Regions from separate parts of the Mus musculus genome. Here region 2 is linked to region 1. A link is a contact called in public HiChIP or PLAC-seq data. All regions are on one chromosome and are shown on one strand. Each heading gives the region's core, a stretch centred on a gene start, on an enhancer-like site or on the middle of the called end of the contact. The rest is flanking DNA. Distances are from core to core; before and after follow the strand shown. Region 1 overlaps Trappc9 (trafficking protein particle complex 9). Region 2 holds the start of Ago2 (argonaute RISC catalytic subunit 2).

Region 1 (5,164 bases), core at 781-3,280:
TAGACTCATGAGGAGCTCTCTTACCCTCACCTCAGAGGACTGTCCCTGGTGGCTAGAGGTGCTCGCTGGGCTCAAGTGCACTTCAGGGGTCAGGAAAGCACTGACCAGCACCAAGTGCCCAAGCTTAGAGGACATCAGCTCTGCCTTCGCTTTATGATACAACTGCTTCCCCAGAAATTCTAGGTTTCTAGTACTGCCTCTGGATGCATAGAATTGAAAAGCAGTCCTGCTAGATGGGCAGAAATTGATACAAGAGTCCTTTAGCAAAAGGCAGGATGGCTGTGAGGATCTAGGCACTCCCATGTTTCCTCTGTTGCCCAAGGATAAATAATAGCTAGGAGTCCCTGGCTAAGGCCAAAGCAAGTCAGGGCCACTGTCACTTCAGACCTTGGAGTTCTTCGGCTTCATAACCGAAGGGTCCTTAGCCCATCCGTCATCTTCAAACAACACAACACCCTGGCTCTAGCAGCTCACAGTATCATGTCTTCATGGCTTGCCTAGCCCTAATCATCCTGACCTTTCCTTAAGATCACAGTACACATTCCTTCTAAACTACATTGCTGGCATGCACCCTAAAATCCTTCAGTGTCCCATGTTCCAATATCAGAATCTAAAGGACTCAACACCCCAACACACCTCATGACCAAGATTCTCCCCTCATACCCATGTGGGTCCATGCCCTCCACCACCTCTTCCTACCCTGTGTTCGCTAGCTGATCTACACCTTGGAGTCTTAGCTGCACAACTGTCCTCTAGGGAGGCCTTACCCTGCCACCATGCCAGGTACTTGCATCTGTCTCTCCCTGTCCTCTTGCTTAGCGCTTGCTTTGTGACACACTTAAATGCGTTTTATTTCCAGTCAGACTCCAAACTCTGTCATTGGTCATGGTTCCTGCAGGAACCCCTAACCCCACCAAGCCAAGCTTTGCAAAGAAAGACAGGACTGCAGGGAAGGCGGGAAGCTTTGGGATGTGTGGAGCAGGGCAGATGCTATCAGAGGACCTTCCTGCTGGGTGTCATTTTCATTAGCTACTAAAGCTGTGGGGAAGAGATCTGAGTGCCTAAGGCCTGCCCACAGGAGCTTGTCTGTGTCCTCCTGTGGGCCAGCAGGACTACATGATGACAGACATATCAAGGTTATCTAGGAGGTCTTTCCAGCCTTGAGAGAGAGGATTCACCTCATGGAACATTATTTGCCCCGTCAAAGATATTTTTTTATGGCTATTTCTGACAGATGGTTCCTCTGAATGGAGCTTGGTGACCAGGGGTTGCCCAGAGGCTCTGACTCGAGTTTTCTTCCTCTTGTTCTTTTCTTCTCCAGCTTGCACCTTAGAGATCAAGAGGCTTTCCTCAGCAGTAGATAGATTGTAGCAGGGGGGGGGGGGGGTCTGGGCTCTGCCATCATGTGGTAAAACCCACCTGAGAGTTGGGGGTGGGTGGGGAGGAAGCTGGGGGAAGAAGTGTTTGGGTGGCTTCTCCTCCATAAGAGATGTAGCCTCCGTCAGTGGGAGCATCTACCCACCAGTCTACCCACCAATGTCAGGTATTTTCAAAGGATGAGTCAGCCTGCAGCAGTCTCTTGTTTAAATTGTTATCTCTGCTGGTATGCTCTCTCTGTCTTTGTCTGATCACTCCGGAGACACACCCAGTCTCAGACACTCATTCTTTTATTCATTGGGTGAGCACTGAGCATACACGCTTGGTGCTGGGCACACTATGAGGTTATGAAGCTTAATGTTCTGCTGTCATTGAGAACAACGTCTCAAATGGGACATCTAGCTGGGCAGTATTCCTGTCAGGGTAGACAGAGGGTCCCTTGAGACCAGGGGTGCGTGTGGCTTTTAACAAGTGAAGTCCATGGAGAGCAAAGAGCCAGACAGGGCCCCAGTTCAGTAGCCCAGCCCCCACCCGGGAGGAGGGCTATGGCTCTGGTGCTACAGAAACTTTGTAGGGAGTAAGAAAGCCCAGAATGGAGCCACAGATGTGACTCATTCTTACAGTGACATCAGCCAGGTCTGCAGCAAACCTCTTCTGTGTTCAGGGAACAAGGAGGGAAGGCAGAGGTGCCTCAGGGTAGCAAACACTGATACAAAGGACACACGGGTGTGGTATTACCCAGAGTCAGTGAACCATGGAAGGTAAAAGCCAGTGGCCTTCTAGCCTTTGGGCTGCATGCTTTCAGACAATTTTTATGTTGTCCCCACCACACCTCATTTTCTCAGGCTGTGAACGTCTAAGAAATGAGCTGCTGACATTCTTCTGTGGAACGGGAGCCGATGGATGTTAGTTCCCAAGAGCACAGTGAATTGCACTTCACCGAAGATGGGGATAGCTGGGCTCCCCCCACCCCCTCAGAAGGAAAGGAAATGGCTACCAGACTCTGTCCCACCTAGAAGAGTCTCTGAGGCTAGAGACATCCGTCTAGGAACCAGGGACGATCTGGAGACCTGGAGCCATCTCATGTGCCTAAAGGCATGGCCAGAGGTATCACCAGGAGAACATTTGTTGTGCAATAGCCTAATGGATATTGGTTATTATTCATTAGGTGTTTGACTGTCACCCAATGTATTTGCAGCAACAGAGTAGCGCTGAATATATTCTCAGTGGCAGACATGACAGCATGAAAGACATGCTCCCTAAGAAAGCTCTCTGGTGGCTCCACTGAGGGACAGAAGTGAGCTGCTGTCATGGACTCTGAAGGAAGAGTCATGATGAGAAGGTAGGGACAGGAAGGAACGATCCAGAGTCCTCCTCAGCATCTGGGTTGGGTCCCTAAAATGTCAGGTATGTGTGGGAAAGCATCAGGGGACAGCCAAGTGGACGTGCTGTAGATGCCAGGATGCTTCCAGAGACAGGTGTTCTCTAGACTAGGCCAACTCCCTGGACTGTGGGAGCCAGGTGGCGAGTCGGTGGAGCAGAAGACCATGCAGCTGAGAAAAGGACATATTCTGGATTATTTCCCATGGGGCGAGCATCCTCACTGGCAAAACCCCCACTGCTCAGGTTTGTCCCTGGATAGCTAGGGAGCCTAGCTTAGGCTTGGGCAAATGTCCTTGCAAAGATAGGAAGCCTTAGGAGAAATAAGGTGGTTATTCAGGTGGCTAAGATCCCCCATTCCCACCATCGCCAAGCGGCCGTGCACCCAGAGGCACCCAGAGGACAAGCAATGCACTTGTCCTGCTAGTATAGACGCTACATGTGTACATCACACTGGCCATAAAGTCTGTACTTGGGCCATCGGCGCTGTATAGGCCTTTCTGCTAGGCTGAGGGAGTAAATCTGAGGCTTAAGGTTCACAGTCCTTCTGTCACCTGCTCTCTGGTCCCCACACTGACACCATGCTAGTGGAGATGAAGGCCTCAAAGGCTTGACTCCTGGGTCCCTCCTCAGGATCTCTCAGTCAAGAGGTATTTGAACCCAGGTGTGTGTGTGTGTGTGTGTGTGTGTGTGTGTGTGTGTGCGTGTGTGTGTATAGCCACTCTTTTCACTCCTTTCTGACCCCTTGGGGGATAGATGGTGGCTCAGTTTGAATAGTTTTCACCAGTACCATGAACATTTTTTAAAAGCGTGATTTTCTTCAGTGTATGAAGTACAGTATCTCTAACTGGGAGCAGCCTCCTGAAAGAGTGCGTCTCTTTTTCTCATCACAAACGACATGTAAGCTAAGATTTCTCAGAGCCTTAGTCTCTCTGCCCATGGGGATTCAAGAACATGCTGCAGACAACTTTTGGGGAGCAAATCCTGTTTTCTCTTCTTTGTTGGGAATCCAAGTGAGACACCAGCTATCTGTTCACCTTAGTTGTGCACACCTACACATCTGTATACCATGGCAGACAGCTGGGAAAAACACAGGGACAGAAAGGAGCTACACAGGCCTGAGCCAGGCCTTGGCCACAGCATCCTTAAACGTGGCCTCAGCAGGCTGTCACTCTTCTGCTGGCTTCCTCCTGCATACCTACGTGGCCTCTGGCAGGGCAAGGCTTGGGGGACAAGTAGTTAAGGCAAGAACATGGAGCCCTGCATGGATACAGAGATGAGCATTCTCTTGCCTGGAGAGGAGGCAGGAGGCACTTCCATTTCTGAGTCTCCAGCTTCCGTGAAAAACATTGTGGTAGATGTGTGGCTATATGGAAGGGCCATCATAGGTGACCTTCCCAAACAACCCACAAGGCAAGGCCACCTTGGTGGAGGGTTGCGCCACTGGGCAGTTCCCACAACTCTTTCCTACCCTGCTGTTCTTTCCTCGGCTCAGCCCCTAGTGAGCTTTCCAGGGGGAGTTTTCTGTTTTTTAATCTTCAGCCTTCCCTCTCATGTCTCAGCAAACCAGTGAGGCTTAGAGTCTCTCCATTCTGCCCTGACAGCTCTTATCAATCTCCCCCCTAATTAAAGCAAGCAGCCTTGGCAGCGGGTCTCCCCTGCGTCATCTGGGATTGGTTTACAGCAACAGCAGCAGAGATCGGGCCTTTCTTCTGCCTCCTACCACGTCCCCAGGGCTGTCAGCAAGGATGCCTCTTGGCTATGAGAATAGAATCTTCGAGGCATAGATGGGGAGGGCCAAGGATGCATAGCTCCAGCTGGGCAGATGTGGAGACAGGTAGGTAGACTGAGCGAGAACATGCACAATGGCCCCAGGCCTGCCGCACAGGGGCTGAGACAGCGCAGGCGCTCTCGGTCCTGAATCCTGAGCCAGGAAGGACCTTCCGGGCTCTGGGAATTCATTAACCAAATGGAGCATTTGTACAGCCAATTTATAAAATAAATTAAAAGCAGCTCTAGTCAGCCAAAAGAAGGCGAGGAATCCAGAGGAATTGGTCAAGTAGGGGAAATTTTGAAGGCGGCTTCTACCTCTCTGCACCCTTCTTTTCTAACAGGTGCTATAGTCCAAGGCTCAAGGAGGAGAGGTCACATTCGTGACCAGCAAAACCCAATAGAAATTCTAGTCCAAAACAATGTTGCCCAGGTGCCAAGGAACTCTGCCTTTTCTTGCTTTTTCTGGGCTGTGGTTTTATGTCCTGAAATTGGTATGCAGGGACCCCTCAGATATGGGTGAGTTTCCCTGCCCCAGGAGCTCTGGCCACACCTATTAAAACACACCTATTTAAAACAACAAAACAAGAACTGTCCACCTCTAGGAAACTAGGGCAAACCAAGAACTTTGTAGCCT
Region 2 (5,164 bases), core at 1,917-4,416, 520 kb before region 1:
AGTCCAGTAAAAGTGTCTCAATCCATAGTGACTACCATAACATAATGCCACAGACCATGGCTTAAACACAACAGAAAGTGGAGCCCTGGGCTGTGGGCCTACACATGTAAAGAGCCACCTACAGGGAAGGCTGAGGCTCTAGAGTAAGACAGAGATGGAAGGATGGGGTGGAGAAAGGGAAGAAAAGACAGCCAGGTGTGGTCACGAAGGTAGAGGCAAGAGGCTCAGAAGTTCAAGGGCAGCCTCAGCTATTTATTTGGTGAATTTGAGGTAGCCAATCTAAGCTACCTCAGACCCTGTCTCAAAAGGAATAAAAAAGCAAAAGAAGCCTGGTGGCTTCAAACACGTATAGGCCAACCTGCCTCTGCCTTTCAAGTGCTGGGGTTAAATGCACACACCGCATCATGCCTAGCTGTTTTTGAGATGGTTTGTCGATCCCCCTGCCTCAGTGCTAGGATTACAAATATGACCACACCGACTTGAAGGAACTAATAGGCCCTAAAGTTGAATCCTTCAGGCCCTGTAGCATTGGAGCATGAGGTGTGCAATGCCTCGGGCTCTCTTTTCTCTTTCCTGGGGATTATTGATCAAAACTGGGAGTGCAAAGTGTTTTAAGAGATGGGCTGGCCTGCTTCATCAGCGTCCTGTGCCTGAGTGTATAGCTACATACAGCACCGGGAGCCCCAACCCAAGAGTGGGAATTGAGCCGGGAGGGACCGAGGCCTCCAACGATATGTGCCAGGCCAGACTGGGAACTGGAGAAGGTTCTAGGCATGAGTGGAGATGACACCGTTGTAAGTTGAGTCCTAGCTTGCAGGCCAGAAAGAAGGCAGGCCCAGCTCTGCAGGTGGGGTATGGGGGAAGAGGTGGATCGGGAATGAAATTGTCAGAGGGAGCGATGGTGTCCTTGGCTTGGGCTGTGGGTCTGCAGATCTTTGGATGGTGCATCAGCGCAGGGGAGGATGGCTGTACCCTGGAAAAGGGCACTCTGAATGCTAGTGCTGAGTGGCTGGATGTGAGCCCGGGACTTAACTGGGCACTGAGCTGTGGAAGGAGGCCGACAGGAAGCAATGGCATCCTTCCACCAGCAGAGGGCAGTGTTGTGTCTCAGCAGAGACACAATCCAGCCTTCCTGAGATAATCCTGCCTGGAAACAAAAGTTTCCCAGCCTCCATCCTACCGCAGAGCCTGCAGCTTTTCTCCCAGGTCCTAGTGTTACGCTGTCAAGCAGGCTCTGTGGGCCTCGGAGGGAAACATGGCTCCTGGAACGGTATGCTGCAATCGCAGGTATCCAAGGGGCTGCTCCACACGGCCCTTCCTGCTAGACGGACACCGTAGCTACTACTTAGCTGTTTTTAGGCATCTCTGAGCTACTTTAATTTTGCTTGTTTGGGATCTTCTCCCTCCCTCCCTCCCTTAGAGGCAGGGACTCCTATACTGCCTCAGCCTTCTGGAAGCAGAGCTGGATGCATGGGAACCCTCACAATAATGGGAGTCACACCGCCAGGCTGATGTTGGCCTGTTGGCTCAGGGCCAAGCACACCGCTGCACTTAGCAACACTGACTGGATCCCATCTGCAGACACACTCTACTGTCTTTCTCACTCCACTCTAGAGGGAGCGCGCACGGTGTCCATCTTCGCTGTGATCCCTGTGATGAGCAGCAAGGCCCACAGTACCCAGGCTTCCCTGTGCTCAGAAACACGTGTGTAATCATGCGCAGAGATATATATATATTTTTGGTGGCGTTGAACCCAGGGCTTCTTGATGCCTGGCAATTTACCTACTTCATGTTCCCCAAAACGACTTCATGACTTTGGGGGTAGGATGTCAGTGCTGGGAGCAGACCCAACGTCAGTGCTCCACTGCTGAGTGAAGTCTAACACCGCCTCCCGCCGAACACCACCTCCCCCCCCCCCCCACCTCACCGCATCCCCATTAGTTCTGTGTTACCCTGACTGGTTCTGAGCCAAGATGACTCCTGAGTTCAGCAAATCCTGTCTCCATCCCTAAAGTACCAAAGTATTGGTACCGCAAGGGCTAGGTATGATTGATTACCCATTTGTGTCAATCACTTGGGAGAGGGGTGGGGGCAAGTCTTTCTTCTATGTATCCTAGACTAGATTTACGGTTGCCATCCGCCTCCCTCGACTTCTGGCTAGCTGGAATGGCAGCCCTGCAATGCTGTGTCTAGTTTCCTCCTCCTCCTCCTTTATTGGAAGGAGAGCTGCTTTTCTTGTTCCTGGGACTATCTTTGAGCACTACACAGAATATGGAGCCTACCCCGATCCTGGGGTCCCTGCAGTAGGACCCTGTTTGTCTTTGGCCTGGGTTCTCAGTATGGGCTTTGAAGACATTGCAAAGCCTGCAGGGCGAGGCAGGAGCTGACACACCCGCCTCTTCTATAGAAAGGTTCCAGAGGCAGCTGGACAGGACTAGGAGCACACGCCAGCAACAAGTGAAGAAGGGACATACGTGCACAGAGCATGCTGGTCTAGCAGGCCTCAGAGCAGAACTTGGGGGCTCGGAGGCCAGAAAGCGGGAAGCCCCGACCAGATCTGCTCCCTGACAGCTGATAAAATTTAATCCTGAACTTGCTGGGCTTCCTTGGTGCTTTGCTAGGATTATCTAGGTTGTGGAGTCGCGCCGGGAGGTGGCGGTGTGGTCACGCGCACGGGTCTGGCCGCGTCCAAGTTCAAGCTCTGGGTGGGGAGCTAGCTTCCCGTCGCCGTTTCGTTAATAACTTAAAGAGCCAGGCCGAGGTGCAGGGGCGGGTGCGTGGCGGGACGCGGCCGAGGCTCTGCCACTCGGCGCGGGAGGACTCCGACTCTGGTCGCAGTGCCGGGCTGGCCGCGCCCGGAAACCAGACGTCGCCTCGCTCGGCCGCAGGGAAGGTCTCGGCTCGCGTGCCCTGGGTCGCTTCTGGGGTCCCTCATTCAGGGCAAGCACGCGGGGGGCCGCCACAGCGAGTCCCCCCCCCCCCATCCCGCCGGCGCGCGCCGCCTCCAGCCTCCTCCCCTGCCCCCCTCTCTCCCTGCCACCTTCCCTCCTCCCCGCCTCCTCCCTCCCCGCTGTCCCCTCCTTCCCTCCCTCCCCGCCGTCCCCTCCCTCGTCGTCCCTCTCGCCCCTCCTCCTCCCCTCCCTCCTCCCGCTCCCCTCCCCCTCCGCTCCCGCCGCCTCCGCCCGCCGCCCCGGCCGCGTCGGGTAAACCTGTTCTGCGAGGCGGCCGCGCCGGGGCGGATCGAGCGGCCGGCGGCTCCTCGCGGCTCGCGGCGTCGGGGCCCGTGGAGCGCGCGGCCGGCCCTCGGCCGCGGCCCTCGGCAACGCCACCATGTACTCGGGAGCCGGCCCCGGTGAGTCCGCGCGGCGCCCGGCACTCGTGCCGCGGCGGTTGGCGGTTGGCGGGCGGGGCAGGCGAGGGCGGCGGGGCCTGTGGGGCCGCGGCGTAGCCTCGGGGCGGCCGGGCAGGGCCTCGGGGCCGGGAGGCCCAGTGCACCCGAGCAGCGCCACCGGGACGTGTGCGGGGGCCCAGGCTCGGCCTGCAACGGGTCTCCGTCCTCCCGCAGCGCTCCTCCCGCCGTTCCCGAGCGCATAGCTGTGGGGCCCAGCACGGCGGGCCTGGGGCGGGGAGCTGGACGGGTCGGGAACCGAACCACGGGGCCCCGGGACCGCGATCGGTCGCTTGGACGCAGTTTCACGCCGGGCAGCCGCCCTCCCCATTCAAGTGCTAATCGCCCTGCGATTTCCTAGCGGAGCGGGTGGCCGCCGTGGCACCCCTTTCCCACCAGCGTGCCCGTTTCTCTGGAAAAGTTCCAGAAAACTTAAAAACACGGACGCATTTCCCCACCCCGCTCCTGGAGCCGAGCGGAGGGCGGTTTACTCGCGGGGTTGAGAAAACAAGTGTTGGGGAGGCTTTTTCGCCTTCTCCCGCCAGGCACGTGGCTCCATTTCCCGGCTGCCCCGCCGCTTGCTCGGGCTCAGCCTGCACCCCTTTGTCCGCCAGGCTGTACTTGGCGCCCGCGGGCCCTCCCTGCTGCCCACCTGACCTAGTGGTTCGGCCCTGGGGCCTCCCCAGACTTCTTCACTGTGGGGTCTGGAAGCCTCCCAGATCCTCCCGGGTTCCCTATGGTGCCTGCTCCGGAGCCTAGTGCGCCTCCGCTCCTGATGTCACAGGGCTCCTCGAATGCCCACTGACCAACTTGTAAATGCGTTAAAAGGCTTCCCAACGATTTGAAGACCCTTTTAACCTTGCGCTTGGGAGGTGCCCGGGTCCTAGGGACAGATGTTGGGGCCTGGAGGTCCCTGCGAAATGGCCAGCGGCAGCCTCCTGCCAGATTGGGAACCCCCCCCCCACCCCCACCCCCCAGCTCAGCGCTGTGGAGGAACCCAGCAAATCTTAGCTCCAAATTTGTACGTTTTCCCAATGTGTCAATTTCTAGTGACTTCCTCGGGGACGAGGCCAGGCTTTCGTCAATTTCGCGTGTTGATTGATCCCTTCAGCTTGCCACAGTGGGTCTTTCTTGAAGACGCTGGACAGTGGAGGCTCAGAGAGGTTTAACATCCGGGAGCCAGCAAGCATTAGGGCAACCTGTTTGAGCACTCCCCTCTAGAAGTGGTTCCCAGTCCCTTTGACCTTGACCCGCTGTTGGAAGTACTGGTTTGGTGTGGATTAGACCAGTGAGCTCTTTGCTAGGGTGGAAGTAAGAGCCTACTGTGTGTTCTGCAAGGGGAGCTTTGTTGCCTTTAAAAAAAAGAGAGAATGCGGTAGCAACCGGTTCATTTTGGTCACTGGCAGCTTTGAAGATGGCTGCTGCGTGGGCCTCCGCATTGTGGCCTAAGAGGGAGACAGTCCCCTCTAACCAAGAAGGCCTTGGGTGAGAAAAGAGATGCCTGTAGGATAATTCTTGGCTAATGGCAGACTGGGAAGGAACTCAAGTTTCAGGTGGGCCAGTGTCTGTAATTGCAAGCCTGGAGTGCAGCTCCATTTTATTGTACATATCAAGGCTTTTAATTCTGTTTACAAGGAATCCCCCCGCCCCCATCTCTTCAAAGAGACTCCATCATATTTCCAAGTTTAGGAGAATGGAAGACCATTGGATCTGAATTATAGAAAAGCGACAGACTTTTGCTGTTTCTGAGCTTGATGGGAAGTAAATAGTAAATTA

Evidence for each region. HiChIP or PLAC-seq counts read pairs in DNA pulled down with a chosen protein or histone mark.
Region 2: a contact with region 1 is called in an H3K27ac HiChIP or PLAC-seq map of extraembryonic endoderm stem cells, with 5 times the contacts expected there. The contact joins the promoter of Ago2 here to the enhancer-like site in region 1. A contact is called at or near these places in 7 of 39 promoter capture datasets (the 3T3-L1 cell line, the HPC-7 cell line, embryonic stem cells and 4 more), 1 of 484 Hi-C or Micro-C datasets (embryonic stem cells) and 7 of 115 datasets of contacts at active chromatin or transcription factors (the 230-238 cell line, embryonic hindbrain, embryonic stem cells and 3 more).

The regions. Positions count from the first base shown.
Region 1 is chr15:72,657,092-72,662,255 of GRCm38.p6, reverse strand. The region is part of intron 20 of Trappc9 (trafficking protein particle complex 9); the gene reads left to right. Among named protein-coding and RNA genes, the nearest start is that of Kcnk9, 110 kb to the right of the region's middle. Within about 2 kb of position 2,030, at least 33 of the 459 cell types and tissues checked have an H3K27ac peak or open chromatin away from gene starts, as enhancers often do. A contact at or near this core is called in extraembryonic endoderm stem cells, pancreatic cancer cells and trophoblast stem cells, where this site is marked.
Region 2 is chr15:73,182,949-73,188,112 of GRCm38.p6, reverse strand. It overlaps Ago2 (argonaute RISC catalytic subunit 2), which reads left to right and starts at 3,166. Exons shown (of 19, transcript NM_153178.4): 1 at 3,166-3,352. The coding sequence starts at 3,331.